Regions from separate parts of the Columba livia genome. Here region 2 is linked to region 1. Evidence: chromatin contacts called from public Hi-C data. All regions are on one chromosome and are shown on one strand. The core of a region is the stretch at or near the end of the contact, and the rest is flanking DNA. Distances in the headings are between cores, read along the strand shown.

The links. Hi-C and Micro-C count contacts between places; a contact is called where the count stands out from the background.
Region 2: a Hi-C map of crop shows a contact between it and region 1, with 3 times the contacts expected there. The contact joins the promoter of IL21 here to the promoter of AFG2A in region 1. A contact is called at or near these places in 2 of 2 Hi-C or Micro-C datasets (crop and liver).

What each region holds. Positions count from the first base shown.
Region 1 is chr4:66,106,937-66,113,630 of bColLiv1.pat.W.v2, reverse strand. AFG2A (AFG2 AAA ATPase homolog A) reads left to right here and starts at 2,503. Exons shown (of 16, transcript XM_065062123.1): 1 at 2,503-3,041; 2 at 3,429-3,553; 3 at 4,796-4,953. The coding sequence starts at 2,603. NUDT6 (nudix hydrolase 6) reads right to left here and starts at 2,604. Exons shown (of 5, transcript XM_065062952.1): 1 at 2,398-2,604; 2 at 2,028-2,274. The coding sequence starts at 2,604.
Region 2 is chr4:66,236,325-66,243,018 of bColLiv1.pat.W.v2, reverse strand. It overlaps IL21 (interleukin 21), which reads right to left and starts at 2,704. Exons shown (of 4, transcript XM_065062131.1): 1 at 2,518-2,704; 2 at 2,362-2,397. The coding sequence starts at 2,652. All of the region lies in intron 3 of LOC110364861 (a long non-coding RNA gene), which reads left to right.

The DNA.
Region 1 (6,694 bases), core at 1,254-3,753:
TTATGCTTTGAAAGTGCGTTTTTCATATTTTCAAATGTTTATTTGAAACAATTTTCAAAGTTATGATTTTTCCTATATTACATTCTTCCTGATAACCATCAGGGTCACAACACATCCATCACATGATTTTATTTGAAACAGCACTTTCAGCTATGCAAAACCTACTTCAGAAAAATCCCCTTTCAGTTAGTCATGTTTTCTCAAACATGCAAGTTTTACCCATAAGGAGTAACAGGGTGCTTTCGGTAGGAGAACGCACTATCTTGCTCGAGTTTAATGCCACATATTTTAACAGTGAGGTTTTCGAACCTCGGGAAAACATGCTCTAACATGTCCATTGAAGCGATCCAAGCCTCTCTGCAGCTTGCACGCTGCCCTCTGCTGGCTTTGTGACACGAACTCCCACTGCCGATGGCAGCAGTAGCGCTTTTTTGTATTTGAAGGCTTTACTTTTCCAAAGTTTCCTTTCACCTGACCTCTTGCTACACAGAATAACCCAGCTCTTATGACTCCAATCTAGCCAGATTTCTCAAAGGGCTACTTAGGAGTCTTAAAGCCACCTGGTGGAGAATTAATGCCCCACACAGCCTTTGCAAGCCACAAAGAAGCAAGTCAAGCTCCTAACAGCAGAGATCCACGGTCCCTCTGCTGTGACTGTTACAGCCTTTACCAGCACGCAAGGGGTCCAAACCATCACTGAGTAACGGGAAAGATAGCTGCATATCTGTGGAAGGCTGCTGAGAGGGGGCAAAAACATTCACATTTGGTGAATCTGAGTGTATTTTTGGCTCAGTTCCCTGTACTGTGCTGTATAAAATAAATGGGAAATTGTCTTATCTAGTTCCTTGGGAATTTCCTCAGATTTCAGAGCAACTCCTTTCCAGCTGTGGTTGTGGGAGGTCTAGATGGGTAAGAGTATGGTGTCCAGATGTTTGTTTGTAAAATATGTTTGGGTTGCAGATTTCCAGGCACAGCCAAAAGCAGGTTTGGACCCTTGTCATTTGGGCTAAAAGTTGAGCTGGCTCCTGAACAATCCCCCTTGCTCCAAGTTTGCCCCATTTACAGACCTTACCCTGACCATAGTTTAAGCAGATGCATGTATTTTAAGCATCTACAATAAGGACAGGAAGCAAAGAAGTGTTTGGTTTTTTTTTTTCTGAGTTGTTTGTAGTTACTTTTTTATTTTTAAAATTGAACCACTTGAACCTTGAAATCCTACCCCTCCCACCTGCAAACTGAAAGCCAAGAGATGTTTCTCAAAAAGATCACAGAATCACGGAATGTCAGGGATTAGAAGGGACCTCAAAAGCTCATCCAGTCCAATCCCCCCATGGAGCAGGAACACCCAGATGAGGTTACACAGGAAGGTGTCCAGGCGGGTTTTGAATGTCTCCAGAGAAGGAGACTCCACAACCCCCTGGGCAGCCTGTTCCAGTGTCTGTCACCCTCACGGAGAAGAAGTTTCTTCTCAAATTTAAGTGGAACCTCTTGTGTTCCAGTTTGAACCCATTGCCCCTTGTCCTATCATTGGTTGTGACCAAGAAGAGCCTGGCTCCATCCTTGTGACACTCACCCTTTACATATTTATAAACATTAATGAGGTCACCCCTCAGTCTCCTCCAAGCTAAAGAGCCCCAGCTCCCTCAGCCTTTCCTCCTAAGGGAGATGTTCCACTCCCTTCATCATCTTTGTTGCCCTGCGCTGGATGCTTAATGATGCTAGATGATTAATAACAATATCCATGAGTTAAACTCTAATGCTTTGGGACCACATTTTCTTCTCCCTGAGCTGTTGTCAACCATTTTCTCAAACTGGAGTAATTTGAGAAACTTCTCTATCGGCCTGTTTAGCAACACGCGCGGCTGCACAGGTGCATCCGTGATGCTTCACTTTGAGAAGTTCCCCAAACAGCGAGCAGGTTTCCACACACTGCCTGGGCAGAGGTGCAGTCCGTTCCCTGCCGAACCTGCTCCTAAGCGTTTAAAAGCCATTTCTTGGACGCAACCACTCTTTATTTTGTAACTAACCTGCGACTCCCAGCTGGTGGGTGGCGAACCCCGGCAGCCGGCTGGGCCCTTCTCCCAGCCACAGCGTCAAGGTGGACGATCCCGGCTCCGCGTGGTGGAAGGCGAAGCCCTGCGCGGCGGCCGCCGCCGCCAGCCCGCTCTGCAGGATGGGGACACGCAGCCACACGGCGACGCGGCCTTCGTGCCGCCAGCGGGCCAGCGCCTCTGCCCAGAGCAAGGCAGGGTCACCCGTGGGGACACCGGCCCACTAGGACCCTCTGGGTGCCCCTCGCCCTTTCTCCTTCTGCTTTTAAACCCTGTTGTGCACAAGCACTGGGATCTATGCCTGAAAATCCGTATTTTTACCTCATTTACCACAGGGCCAAGTGACCATCGGTGTGAGATATGACTGGGGGGGTGGGGGGGTGCGGCCAGCTCGGCATTTCAGGCGGCTGGGTTGGGTGTTCACACAGGGACAGGTGGCTCTTATGTGACAATGTGACGGGAGGGAACGTCCCTCCGCCGCCAGCCCGCGGTTGTGGGGAGGGCAGCGACCGCCGCGCCGTCCAGCTGAGGCGGCCGAGGGCCGGTCACTCATGGGCCCAGGCGCCCCGGGAACCCCCACCCGGCCCACCCTGCGGCCCCGGGGACCCGGCACTTGCCCCGCAGCCACCGCCCGAAGGCGGCCCGCTCCACGCGGAGGGGACGGCGCAGCTCGGCCAGGTCCACGCTCACCCCCCCGAACCTGTCCGGCCGCGCCCGCAGCCCCGACAGAGCCGCCCAGCCCCGCGCCCGCCACAGCCGGACCATGGCCGCGCAGCCCAGCAGCGGGGGGAACCGGCCGCCAGCGGGGCGGTGCCGGCCTCTGCCCCGGAAGCTCTCAGCAGCGGCCGGCGGGCAGCATGTCTGCCGGCTCCAGGAGGAAGAGCAAGGGGCGTGCGGCCCCGGGCGGCGGCGGCAGCGGCGGCTCCCCGCGGGCTCGCCCCGCCGAGGGCGGGCCACTGGTGCTGGGCGTCGTCGACGCCGTGGAGGCAGGTACGGGGGCGCGGGCGGCGGCTCACGCCGGGCGGAGGGCGGCTGGGTTAAAAATGAGTCTGGGCAGAGCCGGGTGGGTTCCCGCTTCCCCGGCCCCTCAGGGACCGGGTGCGTGGCGTCTCTCAGGCCAGGCCGGCTGAGACACCGTGACATTTGTTTTTTATGGCCGTGTGGGAGAGTAACGGCCGCCGCGGGAGGTACCGCCGGGGACTGGAACCGTGCGGAACAGCCAGCGAGCAGCAGCGTGTGCCGGGGCCGTGCCCGGGCCGGGCTGGGAGGGTCCGGCCGGTTGTGCTGACTGGGGAGTGCGGGAAACACTGGTCTCCTCTGACACGTGGAGAAAAAAAAAACCGATTATGTATTTTTTGTTTCTTCTGAAACCGTTAGGAGATGACAAGGTCCCCAGGATGCTGCGCAGGGCCCTGGCGCAGCTGTCGCTGAGCAGCATGAAGTCCGCAGGCGCCTGCATCGGCCGCCCGGTGCTGCTGGGCGCCGCGGGCGGGCGGCAGGAGGTGAGACCCGGTCCTGCCCTGCCCGCGCTCTTCTGCGCTTCCCCTGTGCTCCTGGTGGGCTCGACAGGCAGCGGGATGCAGTGTGCATCGGGGAAGACTGCCAGTGTGCTCTTCTGTGTTTGCTGTACGGTAGTTAGGAATTTATTTTCAGAACTGGACCATGAGGCAGCACTGTGCCCTTGTGGCCAGGAAGGCCAATGGTACCTGGGGTGTATGAGAAGGGGGGTGGTCAGTAGGTCAGAGAGGTTCTCCTTCCCCTCTACTCCGCCCTGGTGAGACCACACCTGGAATATTGTGTCCAGTTCTGGGCCCCTCAGTTCAAGAAGGACAGGGAACTGCTGGAGAGGGTCCAGCGTAGGGCAACCAAGATGATGAAGGGAGTGGAGCATCTCCCTTATGAAGAAAGGCTGAGGGAGCTGGGGCTCTTTAGTTTGGAGAGGAGGAGACTAAGGGGGGACCTTATTAATGTTTATAAATATATAAAGGGTGAGTGCCATGAGGATGGAGCCAGGCTCTTCTCGGTGACAAACAATGATAGGACAAGGGGTAATGGGATCAAGCTGGAACACAAGAGGTTCCGCTTAAATTTGAGAAGAAACTTCTTCTCAGTGAGGGTGACAGACTCTGGAACAGGCTGCCCAGGGGGGTTGTGGAGTCTCCTTCTCTGGAGACATTCAAAACCCGCCTGGACACCTTCCTGTGTAACCTCATCTGGGTGTTCCTGCTCCGGCAGGGGGATTGGACTGGATGATCTTTCGAGGTCCCTTCCAATCCCTGACATTCTGTGATTCTATGAACTGGAAAAAAAATCCATGCTGCTCATCTTTTTCAATTAATTTAGAAGTTGTGTGTGAACATGGGTTATATATTGTATATTATATATGCACACGTGTATTTTATTTTCAAAGAAAGAGTGTAGCCCTTTACTCTTCTTTCTTCATTGTTCTATAGCATTTCCTAGTCAGCAGAGCATATGCTTTTGTGTCACCTGCAGAATGTGTAGAATTTTATTATCTCCTTTGTAGGCAAAATGCAACCTCTTATTTCTTGAAAAGTGGCTTGGACCCTATCTTAGGAACTCAGTGCTACTTGTATCTTGCACTGTGGCACCCAATCCTTCTTTCCCTGTGCCCATGTTTTTCATAACAAAACCTGGATTACTTTAACTGGAAGACTGTGAATGGGGCGGGGGAGGGATGGGAAACCTCAGCTAACGTTTGTTTGCTTTGAAACTCTGCCTAGGTCTGTACGGCTTGGCCCACCACAGGCTTTCCAGGTGGGAAAGTTGGGCTGAGTGAAACCACGCAGAAGAACCTGAAAGTAAATCCCGGCGATGCTGTCACTGTGCAGCCTGTGACCGGTGCAGTCATCCAGGCAGAGGAGGTTGATGTAAAGCTGAGGTATGGCACTTGTTATAACCCAGTGACATACCATGAGGTGTCTGCTTTGTGCTGCAGCCTTGTGCCTCTTAGAAGATGCCATTTTTCTCTCTTGCTTTGATTGAATTAGTCCCCACACAAAGTAAAACGTGTGCAGGTGTTTGTAGGATTAAGAGTGAAGTTCAGTGGCTGATTGCTGCTGAGTGCTGCCTCCTGTGTGGGCAGCAGAGTGGCTCAGCTGTTGTGCAAAAATCTTAACTGAGAGGTGGTGCTGGTGTGGGGAATATAATGCCACTAAGCCCATTAGTCTTAAGAGGTTCTTTCATATTCTTGTAAAGGATGAGGATGATCACTCCCGATAGAGTTGATGTCAGGTTAGAAGGAGCCTGTGTTGCTCCTCATGTCATTAGGAAATATACTGCAAACTGCCATCTGAGCAGCTCTTGTTGAAATTCCTGTCGTGGTTGAGAGAACCGACTGGCTCACAGTTTGCGGAGAGCTAAGTGATTTTTTTTAACCACTTCCCTTCAGACCTTCGCCTTTGTATACGTGTAGGTTTGTGCTCCACCTTTTATTTACTGGAATATATTTTAGGATTGGAAATTCTGAAACGTGTTTTTGGTTTTTACTTGAAATTCACCCAAAAGGGAGCACATGTGCAAATCAAAGCTCTCCTGAAAAATTAGCAGTTTACCGATCTGATTAATGAGTTGCTGTATTTGTCATTCTCGTAACGTTCCACAGAGTCAGCATTTGGGTTGATGCAGCATCTGATTATGGTTATTTCCTAAATAAATTTATTTTACAGTTACTTTGGAAAGTGTCCCAACACTTTAATTTCTATCGATTACCTTCACTTCCCTGTCAAATCTCTGTTTTCAAACCTGGCGTTGTCATTGTCCATTTTAAGGGGGAGATGCTCTGTTCCAGCATACCGGCTCTCAGAAACGGTGGTGAGGCAATCTTGCTTTTTGTCAGTAATATCATCAGTTTAGCTTCAATGATAGTTTTACTGGTTGACTTGGCTGCACATTGTGTGCTGACTTCTGGTGTCAGCCTGCTGTGCCCTCTCTGCCACTTTTCTCACTAGAAAATGATAAATTAAGGTATCTTTACAGTTTTTTGCTATGGCTAATTTAATTCTATAGGAAGTTCTATTATTGTTACATACCTCTTGGTTGTATCAGTGGTTGAAAACACTCATTTCGTTAAAAAGCAATGCCACATTAAGTAATTAAGCCTAATCTATTTATATTTTCCCATGCTAATACGCAGTGTGTTCTTTCTTTAAAGCTGTGACTTTCACTGAAATATAAAGCTAAGGATGAGGTCAGAGGAATTGTTTGTAGCTTCTGGTTTTTATGGTTACTGTAATATTTTTTGGGAACTGTTCCACAGTCAGAGGTTTTCTATCTCAGCCAGTCAAGAGTCAGGCTCCGAGGATTGTTGTACGTATGTACCACCGGATTCCAAGTCATATAAGTGACTGTTTTTTCTAGAATTACTCTAGGAGAGAAAACATGACAACAGTAACTGGTCTGTTTCAAGCTTGCTAATTGACCACAAACTATAGTGCCATCCTATTCTGTAAGAATATAAATTATTAAAAAATAAACACAAATCCCATTATTCTAGTACTGCTTAGTTTCCTAGATACTTTACAGGTGTAGTTCATTCTCTGCAAATTAATAGCTCTGTGGTGTTGCTTGCATGCATAATTTAGCTTTTTCTTCCAGTTAAAAAATCAACCCCAACCTCAGAC
Region 2 (6,694 bases), core at 1,455-3,954, 130 kb before region 1:
CTGGGGATGTCTAAGGGTGCCTGGGCAAACATGTAAAACACTTGTATGAGAGGCAATTTGCAGCAATACTCTGCATCTGACTCAAACTAACTTTACAGGTTAGCCTGAAAAGCCTTCACTTCCTGAATTAGTGTTCAGTGGAGTTAGATGCTGATCCGATGTAAATCAGCGTTGTGCCACTGGCTTCAGCTGCACTGTCAATCAGCAGCAATAGACCTTGTTTTCCCTCTGGTCTTGAATGAGTTCAGCCTTAAGATTACTTTTTCAGCCTCAGCAGGTTTTCCCTGGAGTTAATATCCTCAGAGCTTTTAAACTTCTCACCTCCTTTTTTTTTTTTTTTTCTTTTTTAAGATATTTCATTAATAAATGTATGAGAAAAGTGTGTGGGATTGAATTGAGGCTAATATTCACTCCACTCACAGGAAGCTCAAGGAAGTAAAACAAAGTAGTGATAAACCACTGAATTTTGAATGTTATAAAAGGTAGTCTTCTTCCTGAATATTTAAAGCCAAATGTAAATCTGGCATAAGCAGATTGTCATAGAAGCGGTATTTTGATATTTGAAATACAGTTACATGAAAGACTTTTCATTAAATCCTGTTTCATTTGGATGTAATTGCACCTAGTCACCCTGAGCACAGCTTTGGCACACTGTCATTCATATTTTATTATTTGGACAATTCAGTAAATGTAAATTTCACCCTGCAGGATGAGAAGTTTGTTACTGTGTTTGCTGGTGATAATTACTATTAGCACAGAAATATTTTTCAGCTTTTCATCAGAGGCTGAACCTATATTGACTTTGTACCTTGTAAATATGTGAATTCTCTATCTTCTCTAGTTTTCAGCAAAGATAGTTGAGACCTCCCAGAATAAGATCGTAAAGCCCTAAGCTGCACATGAACTGTTGTCTTCCTTCCTGAGGTGACCATGTTTTTTGAAAAAAACAAAATGCAGACTGATGAAGCGATTAGTCACTAGTTGTATTTGCTTTGTTTCAGAGGTAGTGGCAAACACTGCAGTGAAATGACAGCTAATCATCTCCTCCTTTTCACTTTGACACCACAAGTTAGAAAGCGTGTTAATAAAAAAAAAAAACGCCAGCAATTAGTTAGGGTGCATTAGGTTTTTGCACTGCAGTTGTTTCTAGCATTGAGATGGACCGTATCTGTTTTGGTCATGGTTCTGTAGGGTTTTGGGAAGTAAAAAATGCACCCAACTGCGAAGCCTAGGAGGAGGCTAACAAAACCTGTGTGAAATGAGGTGAGTGGTCTTCCTTTCTTCTTGTCCTTGTTTTGCAAGAAAGTTTACAGTCCTGAGTCAATAGCTTTACACTTTCAGCATTTTCAAAAAGCTGTGCATAATGATCATTTTTATACATTGATCAAAATTATTTGCTTTCTGAAGGGCTAAGAAATCAACATTACGGGTAAATTTAAGACAACTGGTAACAGAAGTATAACATTAGATTAGCCATGACTAGCTCTAGAGCTTTGTTGCATGTTGGGGATTATCAAAAGAAAGGAGGATGCATTTACTTTGTAAGCTTTTCAGACATGTTGTTATTACTATTAGCATTTAGTTTCACAGTAAATCTTGCATCCTGCCACATTCGAGTATGCACACACTTTCTGTGACTCTAGAGTAATTTACTACAGGTAAGAAGTTCCTGAGCTTGGAACACAAAATATCAGCATTAAATAATGTATGAATAAATGTCTGTATTAAAAGGGGATTAACAGGGACCTGTTCTTGTGATTTTAACTCGTTAAAATCCAAAGAGAATACTTGCAAAATGCAGTTCTGTGTTCCCACTGCTAGCACAACCCTTGCACACGAATAGTCTCAGAGAAACAAGTGTGATCCCCTATGAGAGGAAGCACCACGTAACGTGGCCTTACAGTGTCACACTTGGCTTTTAGCTTCAGTGGGGGGAAAGGGGGTCTGCTGGGGTTTCGCTCGGGGGTGTTCCCAGTGCTGCTGCAGCTCCCGGCAGCCAGAGGCACTTCCACTCCCAAAACCTGCATCCCCAAGAGCACCACTGCTCAGCTAGAGCTTGTGTGAATCCCCACTCTTAGCACCGTTTCTTGAGTAAACAGAATACATACAAATTTGAATCTGTGGGTGTCTTGGAATACACACACAATAGCAAGATAGTTATTAAGATTACATAGTATAAACAGTTCTGCCACTAAAAATCCAGAAATAAGGAACTTTTATCAAAGTACTTTCTTTTTAAATCTAGCTTGCATTAAGAGTACTAGGTCAGAGATGTGAAAAAGAAGTCATCTGCCGTTTGGCAATGGGATAAACCAGTACAGAATCAAATTCATACAATTAGAAAGGTTAAAGGAGTCTCACCACAGGGTTTTCTGGTGTATGCAGCAATTCGACATCCTACAATAAAATAAATCTAAGTTAGAAAAGTTAAACATTTGAAAGTTATATCCCTCACAAGATATATTCTAAGCAGTACATAATGCTTGAAAATAATATTATGACAAATACTTTGCTTACCTTATCTTTCACTATGGGTTCTAACCGATCAATTGTCTTTAAAAGTTGTTTGTATTTTGCTATTTTGTGTGGAGCTGCAGTCAGTGCCGTACTAGAGCAGAAGAAAAGCATACAGAAAATAATCATCCTCTCCATACTGTTGAGTTTTGTTTTAAAATATGCCAGGAGCAAAGTTGTGCTATCCAAGATGAACACTTCACTTTGAGCTGTGCTGAGGTATGCTACGTACCTACCTATATATTGATCCTTGCTGGAGATGTAAAACCCACCCATTTCAGTTTGGAAAGCTTTGTAGAATGGATTAATGAGTAACCTTTTTTTCTTTTCCACTGGCTAGGTGCATGTATACGAGTTTGTGCGTAGGGGGCAGGGATTGATGGAGCGAACGAAAATATGCCCCATCTGCACATTGGACAGGAAAAAAAGAGAAAATGGTGAATTCCCATTTTCACTTTGAGTCAAGAAATGATCGTAGTAAAAAGTAGGTACTTAGAAACCACAGACCTAGGTAAACAAAGATTCTGCATTTCTTTTTTCTTGTTTCTTACAGCAGTGAATCTCTCCAGTCCATCCAAAGTTCTTCTGTACTGTGCTGGAGAAATATGACAGGGCTTCTTTTCAGAACCTAAATGTATTTATCCTACTACTTTATGACTCCAAGGGATGTTTGTTAGCTAGTTCTCCTGATGTCTGAACTGCTGCTTTTACTGCTGCTTGGTTTCTGCAACAGCTGTGAGTAAAAGCTCATCTTAGCATTTGAGCCATCTGAAGTTTATTTTACATTTACTTGGAACCAGTACCAAATATTTTAGGAGTGTCACAGAGATTATGTCCACTGGAGGATGAAAGTGCAGTTGTAGAGAGGTGTGTTGCCCTGGGAGAGGTGGATCCCTGTATCATGCCCATTCCCCAAATGGGAGCAATACCAGAAGGTCAGGGATTAAATCCTGGTGAGTTCCAAGGAACGTTACCACTTTGTGGTGGTGGTCCAGTGATTATGGCAGCTAAACATATTCAGCTACATTCTGCAGCAGCTAGGCTTAAGGTTAGTTTTGCAATTTAATGCAACTCGTCAAATGAGATGTGATACTGAGACCTGAGAGTTCTCTTGAGAACGTAGGAGTGCATTTGTTTTGTGTGAAATCCAAATAAAAGTGCGTACTTTAAAAATTGTAAAGCCCAAGTAAAACCAGCAGAATTATCTGAATCAAGAAATAAGGCAGACTTTCATAATTTCCTTCAAAATTCATACCTGTTGTAATTAAGTATATGTGCTGCTTTTGAGAAGATTTATTTAATGTTTAAAAGAATTGTATTAGCGGAGGGACTTTTTTTTCCAGCAAATGCTGGTAAGGATTCTTCTTTTATGGGACTTCCACAGTGGCCTTCTTTCTAAATGGCTGTCACTGAATTTAAAGGTATTTAAAGGTACTCATCTTGAGTATACTCCTTTTTTTGTGTTCGCTGCCTTCAGCCCAGGTGCAGATCCTGTCACTCCCTGAGCTGCAGTGTTCTCAGTAAGGTGCTCTGCAGGCACTAGGGACTGACTGGGGTGCCAGCTCTAGGAATCAGTTGATTTCCAAGTCACTGTTCCTAATATTTCATCACAGGGAGGAGGAAAGAAAAAAAAATACTTTAAGTGGCTCATATGTATTGTCATTAATAAATGGTTTGGCTCTTATATGTATTATCATTAACAAACAGTTATCAACAATGTGGTATCACCATTAAAAGGTTCCTCTGTGGAATTAGTAGAGGGCAGTTAAAATCACTTGCACACCTTCACTTTGCTGAATAAAAAGATGCTCAAGTGTCTTTCAGATTAAATCTTTGACTCTGGAAGTCTGAAGAATTGATGTTGCTTTGGAAATGCTTTACAAAATCTATACAGTGTTTGGACTTAAGTTTGGTGTCACCTTTATCTAGAATGCTGGTCTGTGAAATATGCTGACATTATATAAAAAGCATCTGTATGTTTCTGTCTGGTGGGTCAATCTGGGCGGTCAAGTTGGGTCACTTCTTTCTCATTGTTCATTTCAAAATGAGCTAATACGAGCTCTATCTGGCATACTCAAGTGTGTTCATTTTCTGTATACAAGTGATTATTTACTGTATGCTGTTTATGTACTTACGCCTTTTTAGCCTTTCAGAAATTGGATAGCTTAAAGGAAGAGATTTTATAGGTGTGTGCATAGATATACATAATGCACTCCTGCTCTCATGTGTGCAGGCACTAAATCTCTCCTGGTGAAAGGGATAGCTGATCACACCTGATCAAACAGAAATCCTGAAAGATGAGAACTCAAAGGAAAAGAAAATCTTCTTCTGCCACATAGTCTAAAATGTAATTTCTTGAAGAAAAAGTAGTGCGATCATTTTTTTTTTTATTTATTTATTTTGATGGACATGTCTTGAAATAATTTTAGATAAGCAGCTCAGCTGTACTGTGAAGTAGGGAGCATCTCAACAGATTTTATTCAGAAATTGTGTTAATTTATAGCTAAGGTTCATGAATGAAAAACAGCAGGATATTTTGTCCCTGACTTCCTCCCATCCCATTAGTGTGAAGCTTTGCAATATTGTTGTTGGGTTTTTTTTAAACCACTGTTCAACACCTCTGTGAGGCTGCTGAGAGGATGGAGACATTATTTCTGATAGTGGTGTTCTTTACAAGAAGAGGGTACTGAGCTCTGCTCCTCTTCACCATAGTGGAACCTTTGTCTTCTCTGTAGATTGTTGACTAGTAACTTGAATGAACATGCATTGTCGTCTCAATCCAGTGTTTGACTGTGCTGTTGGCAGTATTGATGGTCAAGGAGCAGGCTGCTGATAATGTCTGCTTCTGCTTTTTATTGTCAGTGTTTCAACTGTGAATTTTTTGGGGAAGCTCCTTCGAGCCCCATTGCTGTAGGTGATCGTGCTAACCCTGTTAGCCTTTCTTTTATGCATCTTTATGTGGTTGAAGGGTTGGAAGCTTTCTGCTTGGACGCAGAGTATGACTGTTAGCTGTGTCCTCATTAGATGGTTGGCAGTTATTCATGCAAAGATGTCACTGCAGGTTGTTTGTGTTGACCAGACAACTCCGGGACCACGCAGGAACTTCAGTTAATGTGCAATATGACTGTCCATGTATTTTCAGAAACACAGGGCTTGGTGGGGCAACATGTAGGGCATTGGTTCTTGTCATTGTACAGACACATTAGTGGTTTTAATATTTTATCATATCAACTAGAAATGCTTCACTATTATAAACTAACATTGCATTTTTGTCCTTAGTGATTTGCTGTACTAGAGTATGCGTACCTGCATTCTAGAGATGGTAGTTGTGTCTCTGGGAGTAATTTCCAGATACTGGTTCTGCTCTGTACAGCGACACGTAATGAGACCCTACAACTCCATAGTAGAATCATACGTGTGTAGCTAACAACCATTTTAATTTTAATGTTATGGGTTTTTTTCAGAAACTTGTAATAATTACAGATCTAATGCAGTGACCAGGTCATAAAACAGTGCTGTTTCTGGAGATCAAGTAACAGAAGAGTGAGCTCATTGTGAGGCTTAGCACGTGACTAGCCTGGACACTCCTGACAACCTGTTGCTTTAGGAAAGCGAGGAATTATAATGGCAGACAAAGGCAGCTTTAAACCCACTGACCAAAGCTCAAGCCTGATGAGCACTATTTTGAGGAGTTTGAGTCATCACAAGCTTCACATTTAAGCAAAGCTGTTGTATTAGGCTCTTTAGGTTTACTTAACGATCTTGTAAACTGAGTCCAATGGGAGAGCGCTGCTGATGGCTGGCAGGTCTGTGTGCTGGCCCCGGTCCTAACAAAACAAACCTGCCTGTGCAGCACTGCACTGCTAAAGGCAGTTTATGATATTAGATGAAATTAAGAAGTTCTTTATGTGAAAGGCTGATTGCAGTGAAGACCACTGCATGTTTTGAAGTGAAACCTACTGTGTGAAAGAATGGTTGTGCAATAATGTTAGAGACCATTTGGGCAGTACGTATTGTACTAAGTGAAGCATTGTCGTGTTCTACCAGAAGCCCCACATAAATGCAGCAGATTTTATTCATTTGCTGGTCCAGCAGGATAATTCATGGATTTGGTGGAGGCAAACCCCCACCAAATCCATGAGAGGTGAAATGGCTCTAAGATATTTCTAAATTACATCTA